2 separate regions of the Arachis hypogaea genome follow, and region 2 is linked to region 1. The links are chromatin contacts, called in public Hi-C maps. All regions are on one chromosome and are shown on one strand. The core of a region is the stretch at or near the end of the contact, and the rest is flanking DNA. Distances in the headings are between cores, read along the strand shown.

The links. A called contact is a pair of places that touch in the nucleus more often than the background predicts.
Region 2: a contact with region 1 is called in a Hi-C map of leaf, with 2.7 times the contacts expected there. The contact joins the promoter of LOC112721134 here to the promoter of LOC112720537 in region 1. A contact is called at or near these places in 2 of 8 Hi-C or Micro-C datasets (both in leaf).

Annotation. Positions count from the first base shown.
Region 1 is chr11:22,192,426-22,196,577 of arahy.Tifrunner.gnm2.J5K5, reverse strand. It overlaps LOC112720537 (protein MRG1), which reads left to right and starts at 1,937. Exons shown (of 10, transcript XM_072206590.1): 1 at 1,937-2,436; 2 at 3,100-3,153; 3 at 3,843-3,988. The coding sequence starts at 2,411.
Region 2 is chr11:22,356,298-22,360,449 of arahy.Tifrunner.gnm2.J5K5, reverse strand. LOC112721134 (UDP-glycosyltransferase 84B2) reads left to right here and starts at 2,023. Exons shown (of 1, transcript XM_025772204.1): 1 at 2,023-3,369. The coding sequence starts at 2,023. The coding sequence ends at 3,369.

The DNA.
Region 1 (4,152 bases), core at 688-3,187:
GATGATTGATGAGAGCAAAGTTGATGGCAAATGCAACGTGGTATGGACATGTGGTTGTACTCGAGTCTAGCCCAGTTACTAATCCAGAAAAATGGTTTATTCATTTCCTGCAAATGGAAGGTACGTACGAGGTTAATCTATGTTGTTCATGGTTCTATAATTTTCTTGATACCTAGGGTTTATTTTATTTTCACTTGTAGACAAAAGATTGTCAGTAATTTATATGAGTTGATGAAATTGAAGGAAAATGGATGGGGTTGGTCAAAACTCTAAGTGGGACAAAGAAAGATGACATCCATGGTACTGAAAATGCAAATATGATTTAAGGAGCAAATAATGAGAACAAGGATATGAAAATTGTGATGAAGCTAGATAGTGTTACAGGAAAAATATGTTCCATTGGAATGAGGCTTGCATTACTATCGGTGGGATTTTTCTTGAGTTTTACAAATCATGGTTCTTAGTTTTTAGGATGTAGTTGAGGCTTTCTAGGTTTAGACATGAATGTTCTTGGTTTTTTTTTTTTTTTTTTTTTTTGCCTCAGTTGAAGATTGAGTAGGTGTTGTTAGTGGATTTAGATGAGAGTTTATTTTAATATATGTAATCTTATTCGATTTTAACATTGACAATTGTAGAATTAAATGATATTAAATGTTCTTATTTATAACCCTCTTTTAATTGTGATTATAACAAAATTAATGATGCAGTAATAATGATTTAACCTAAAAACATAAATATAAATAGCTTAATGATAGCTAGAATCAATATAAACTTCAATACATAAACCATAATTAAAATCTAATATCATAATCTAACTGAAACCTAATAGTAGTCATTATATATCAAATATCTTAATCAAAAGAGCTAGTTTTTAAATTGAGTATACCTATGAAACAACAAAATTGAAATTGTATCAATAAAATATGGGTTTTGTATAACAAAACTATTCAAAATCCTAAAAAATAATTCTAAATTACTTTTTTTTAGCCTAATCTATCACATTCTAATCTTTAACTCCCTTTATGGATTTATCACCACTAAAATTCTTTTTCTCTAACTCTCATCCACATCTACAACAATCGTCAGTGTTACTGTCATCACAACCATCACTGCTGTCGCCTCCTTCTCCTTACCACCACCATCCTCCCAACAAACAACCAGATTTAGAGGTTAAAAATTAGATAGAACCATAGCAACACCATAAAACCATAACCAAATCCACCACCACCATATCTACGACCTCTTCCACTTTTAAAGCCATGGCCATCACTTCCGCAATCGCCATGGTACTGACGCTCGTTGATAGTGATGTTGTGGCCGTCAAGGTTAGAGCCATTAGCAAGGACAGTGCCTCTAGCGATAAGCTTCGTCGATAGTAACAGCAGGTACAGTGGTGGCGGAACAATTCCTCCTCCATCTATCACTCTAGCTAACCTGAGCTCTCTCTCTCTCTCTTCGTTCTCTGTGCCTCCAACTACGACGGCAACGACAAAATCCTCCTCCGGTGGCAGCTCTAATAGCAGCGACTCCGAGGAAAGCTTCGGCGGCGACAACATACCCTTTCTTTTCTCTCGTTGCATTTTGTCGTTCTCTCTCACTTTCTCGGTTTCAGGCTTCTCTCACTCTTCTTTCCTTGCTCGATGGCAATAGCAACGGTCACTCCCAATACGACTTCCTTCAATCTTCTATGATATTAGGAATTAATTGTTTTGCTTACCATATTTGCAATGGGAATAGAGATTGGGAATAAGGGATGGGAAAAATTAATATTAGAAGAAGGATAATTTAAAATTTTTAAATAATTTTTAGAATTTAAATAATTTTATCGTATAAAATCTATTTTTTATGAATATAATTTCTATTATTTTATAGATAAATCTATCAGCATTTAAATTTTTTATAGATAAAAATAATAGTTTACTCAAATTTAATGATTAAACTATCAATTTCATTTCGTTAGAAAAACAAATTTATCAGAAATAAAAGTTATAAAGCCGACGGGAACAAATTTGGTGTTTAGGTCCTTTTGAAAAATAACCACATGCATCCCTACGAATTCTACGATTACGAAATAATGTTTCACTAGCGTTGCTACTTGCTAGCTAGGAACAAGTGATCCAAACCAAAGTGAAGACAAAGGCAAAAAGAAAATGAAGTGAAAAAAAAGGAAAACAAAAAAACCCTTCAACCAAGACTAAAACTGCCTTATTAATCAATTGGTCGAGCGAGTGGTTTTGTTCTGTAATAGTGCGTCTCTTCCCGCCCAGTTACTTGCCCTTCTCTCTCCGCACTCCGACGATGGGAAATTCGTCCAAGGACGATTCCGCCACCTCCGGCGACGCCTCCGCCGGCGACGTTCAGCCCGCAAATTCCAGCCTTTACTCCGAGGGCGAGAGAGTCCTCGCCTACCATGGCCCTCGAATCTACGAAGCCAAGGCACTTCAAACTTTTCATTTCATCCTCTTTTATTTTATTTTATTTTATTGGTGAATTTCCAATTTCAAATACGCTGTCGTTTTTCTCGATTTCCGTTTTCTTTTCCTTTTGTCGTTTTTCTGGTTTTTGGAATTTGCTCATTCCCGTGACTGTTAAATTAAAAAAAAAAAAAAAAGAAAGAAACAGGACTTTGTTGTCGCTCACTGCTTATATTTCCGCACAAGGCTTTTTTCACCGTTGGGGATTTGTTTGTTGTGTCTGTAAAATGGTCCATTCTCATTGCCTTCACTGAATTGTGAATTACACTTTTTTTTTCTCTTGAAGGATAAAGCTTCTTCTAAGGTCTTGGCGGTTTTGCATTTATAATTTATGAAGTTCTAGTGGCGATTTTATCACCATCATAATTGTATAGTAGTAATAATGTTTTAGTAAGTATTTTTTTAATGTTTAATTGTAAATGTTTGCTGCTGGTAACGGATAAGTATTCTCACTTCTCTTTTTCATTTGAGACTAGAGAATACGACATTGCATTAAGATGCTGAATTGTGAGTTAATTTAGGGTTTCTTTGAGTTGATGTCTTGTCTTTCTACACTCTACATGCATGCACTTAATGCAAAGATTTTGGTCATTTTGACATAATTTAGTGCATGTTTGACCATCAGGTGCAAAAGACTGAGATCCGAAAGAAGGAATGGAGATACTTTGTTCACTACCTTGTAAGTTCTGTTACATCTTGGTTTCAGTACTCGTCATTTTCGTATGAATTACTTCACTTCATGAGTATGAATAGCTTTGCTTTTTAAAGATGTTGTTTAACTTGGCAAATTTGAAATCTTAAATAACTTAAAATGTGAAAGTTTAAAGTGATACCTTGATTTGCTATTGACTTTTGGTTGCATTACTGTTTTCTATTTTGCAGGGATGGAATAAAAAGTGAGTATCCTATCTTTCTTTTGTTTCATTTTAAGTTCAGAGTTAAAAAAATAGAGGTACAAGTGGCATCAATGATGATGCTCCAAAGTTTCAGTACACAATGTGTTTTAAATCATTATCTTTGTTCATGTTTTTCTAATATGATAAACTAGTAACAAATTATTAAGAAGTGCTAGCTGACTCCTGCTAAGGCTCTGATGTTGTATTAAGTAAGAAGCATTAGTTGACATTTGCCAATTTTTCAAAGTTGGCTTAAGTCTAAATGAAAGTGGTGTATAAGGTACTTGTTAGTTAATAAAAGTTATTTGACAATCTATATGTAGGGCCTTTGTAATGATTGATCTATAGGTGTTAAACACAGCTTTCTTGATTGTTGCTTGTTTCCCCATAAATGCTTGCTAAAAATGAGAATTATGGCTTTTAAGAAGTTAACATACTCATTATTATGACGCTCTCAATATATTTCCAACAGTTGGGACGAATGGGTAGGTGAGGATCGTTTGATGAAACACACTGAAGAGAATGTCCAGAAACAGCAAGCTCTAGACAAAAAACAAAGCATAGACAAGAATGTTAAGTCTGGTCGTTCAAATCAAGCAAAGGCCAAAAGTTCTATGGGTAAGTAATTGTCTCTTTGAAATGGCATTGATTTATTGTGACAGTTTCCTGGAGCTTTTGTTTGCCTTTGTGATGAATCTCTTTTAGCAAGTAGGTCTGACATCCCCATATTCTGAAAATATGGAATTATGTGTTCATTTTTTGAATATCATTTCATTTAAGGC
Region 2 (4,152 bases), core at 774-3,273, 160 kb before region 1:
TGTCTTCTCATACTTTTCCTTTCTAGAACGGTGTAAGATAAAAAATAAAGAATTTTTTATTTAAATAAGTAAAAAAACCCATAAGAATACATATTGGATGGAATAACCCATAATTACATTTATAATTAAATTCATAAGCAACATAACAAAATTTTATAATAATAAAATCAATAAAGTAAATAATATAAAATATAATTAAAGTAGATTTATATTTATAATTAAAATACAAACAAAAATATAAAAATACAATAGTGCCTAATTTTTTATGTTTAAAAAAATTTTAAGTATAGTATTATAAAAATATTTGATTATTTTACTTTAAAACATTTGATTATATATTCTGCTGTAAAATATTTTATTATTTTGTTAAAATTACGTAAAATAATATGTATAAATACATTTAAATATTTAATTATTGGTTTTTGGTATTTATAAAACATCTTTTGTAAACTATTTAACAAAATGGCATTATCTAATGAAAAAATGCTAGGAAGCTAATATTACTAGTATATGTATTTGTGCCCTCTACGGGATATATATATATATATTAAAAAATTTTAAATAAAAAAATCCTAGTAATTTTTGTTATAAAAATTAAAAAAAGTTAAATATGTATGACTTTTTACTGTGAATAAATTATAAAATATAAAATATAAAATAAGTAAAATAAAAAAGAATACAATTATTTTTTTAATAAATTGAAGAAATATTTACATCTATATAATTGATATTAGACATTTAGACAATAAATTACAAGAAAATTTTAATAGAAATATTAGAGTTGATATTAAAATTAAAAAATAAATATAAACAATGAATAAAAATTTAAAATCAAAATATTTAAGATCAAATAAAAAATAAAGAGAGATCTTTTGTAAATAATAAATCAAACATTAACATGACAATAAATTAAATCAAATAACATATGTTTGGATTAATTAAATTAAATAATTGATATAATAAATTAATTATAATTATTTGTATCAATAAAATGATTAAATAAATAAATAATATCTTATAAATATGCCATGTAAAAGTTATAATATTTTTAAAAATTATTATTCAAAAGTCAAAATACATAAGACAAAAAAAATTAATGCAAATAAAAGCAAAATTAATTCATTTATTCTAGTCAAATCAAATAATTAATATAATTAATTAGTTATAGTTAATATATTTAAATAAAATATTAAATAATTTGATATTTATTTTAACCAAATTAAATAAATAATTAATTATAATATTTTTAAAAATTATTAATCAAAATATATAAGATAAAAAAATTATACAAATTAATATAATTAATTAGTTATTAATTAAAAAAATCTGATTTCAATAATAGATACTAGATAAATGACAATCAATTTCAGCCAAACATATAGATAGAATATTCAAATATATAACAAGCAGATACATTGAATGTAAAAATATTTCTCTAATATGATAAATACTATAAAGAAAAAAAAGTTATTATTTTGGTGCATTAAGTAAATTTGTCTCTTGTAGTTTGACCAAAATGATGTGATCTCATGATAACAGTTGCCCACGTCATAAAAAATGGAATGAATGAACCAATATATTTTTTAAATATTTAAAATAATAAACTAAGTTTTCATTTTTAAAATTGTCTTTTATTAATTCTTTTAGGAAAATTTTTGTATAATAATTATTAGTAGATGTAAATAGTTAAATGGCACTATTAATATTGTGATAGCCAATTAATATGGATATTTTTTAATTATAATTAACATGATATTCAAAGTTAATTTATATACAATTTTAATTTAATTAAGTTATATGAATAAATTTCGAATACCACATTAAATACAATTAAAATATGTCCATATCAAATAATCATAAGAATATCACATATTCAACTATTTATACCGGCACTATACTAATATATGAGTCATATTTCTGAGCCCAAAATATACAATATCTATTGATATATTACTCCATTGTGTGAAGTGTGAACCCTTTAAATATACGTTTGAAGTTACAAAGAAATTGGCAACAGAAAACATGGGAGTGAATGTTATTGTGATTTCATTGGGTTTACCAAGTCATATCAGGGTTGTTTCAAACGTTGCTAAGCGCCTTATTTCGAAGGGTGTTCATCATGTTACCATTGTAACCACAGAAGCAGCACGCCATAGCATACTAAGAAACAATCCAAGTTCACAAAGCTCAAACATTAGCTTTGAGTTCTTTTCCGATGGGCTTAGCCTTGATAACAATCGTAGTAATCCAGAAGAAGTAATAAATTCTCTTGAAACAGAAGGCTCCAAGAATCTATCAAGTCTCATCTCTGATCTTAAAAAAGTTGAGGACTACTCTTGTATGATTATTGGCCCAATCTTCCATTGGGCTATAAATATTGCCGTTGAGCATGGTATTCCTTGTGCACTACTTTGGATCCAAGCTTCTGCCGTTTACTCCATTTGCTATCGCTACTTCAAGGGCATTGATGAATTCCCCAACATGGAGGACCTGAATGAAAACATGCACTTACCAGGATTTCCAACATTTCAGGTCAGAGATGTTCATTCTTTTATTCTTCCTTCTACCCCTGAAACCTTGAGAAAAGTTTTCATTGATTTATTCAAATCAATTGACAAGGTGAAATGGGTCATGGGGATCTCTATTTATGAGATTGAGGAAGAGATAGTAAAGTCCATGGCTTCGCTAACCCCTATTTACCCAATTGGACCACTTGTTTCTCCAATTTTATTGGGAGAAAAGGAAACTGATAATGCTGCTAAAGACTCTTGCATAGAGTGGCTAGATAATAAGCCACCTTCCTCTGTTATATATGTGTCATTTGGAACCTTGGTTGTGTTGTCCAAAAAGCAGATACATAACTTAGCCATGGCTTTAAAGAACAGCAACAAGCCATTCTTATGGGTGCTTAACCCATTCAATAACGAAGGTGATGCCGAAGAAGTGCTGCCTGAGTTTCTACAAGATACCAAAGAGAGGGGTTTGGTGGTGAAATGGTGCCAGCAAGATAGGGTTTTGATGCACCCTTCTATTGCATGTTTTGTGAGTCATTGTGGGTTTAATTCCATGATAGAGACTATCCTTGCTGGGGTGCCAGTTGTTGGTTTTCCATTTTATTCTGACCATCCTACAGATGCCATGCTTATAACTAATGTATTTGGAAATGGGGTCAGAGTCAAGTGTGGTGAAGATGGTGTTACTAGCACTCCAGAGTTTGAAAGGTGCATTTGGGAAGTCACACATGGACCCAACGCTAAAGAGATTAAAAAGAGGGCACTAGAGGTGAAGGAACTAGCAAAAAAAGCGGCACAACAAGGTGGCAGTGCTGATAAATACATTACACAATTTATCAGTGAAATTACTAAATAAAAAACTACAATTATTATTGGATTAAGTTATGGTTTTGAGACATTGTTCCCTTTGATGATATTGCGTTTCTAAATAAAATCATGCTATCTCGATCGATCCTAGTTGTTTTTGTTTGTATTAGTTCAATCGTTCGTTGTAATGTTGGAAAGTGTTGGCTAATTATCTAAACATTTCACTTATTTATATTAAGTGTAAGATTCAAAATTTAAGACTAGTGATAATACAAATAAGTAATAAAATACAAATAAGAAATAAAATTTGCACTATTACAAATTAAAATATTGGAATTATTCTTTCATAAAAACTTTGGTAAACTATCACAAATGCTCTCAAAATGATCAAATTACTAGCAAAAGTTCCCTTAAATTTGTTAACAGAAAAAGTACTCTTAAAATATTTTATACAATTTTTATAGCATAATTAGAAAAATAACATAATTTTACTCTTAAAATTTGGTTATTTTACATCACATAGATATTTTTTATGATTATTTTTTACAATATCAAAAAATATTTTTAAAATATATAAAATTTAGAAATCAAATTTTCATTATTTTTTTACGTATTCAATTTTTAAATAATTATCCAAATATTATTTCAAAATCAAAGGCACTTAATTTTTTAAATACAAAAGTCATTTATCACTTATAAAAATAAAATATTTTTGTTATTTCTATCATGTTTTAAATGTTATTATGAGAGTTGTTATATCAAAAATATTTTCTTTTTGACAAAAAGTATAAAATACGGGCAACTTTTTTTTATTATGGATTACAAACGTGTG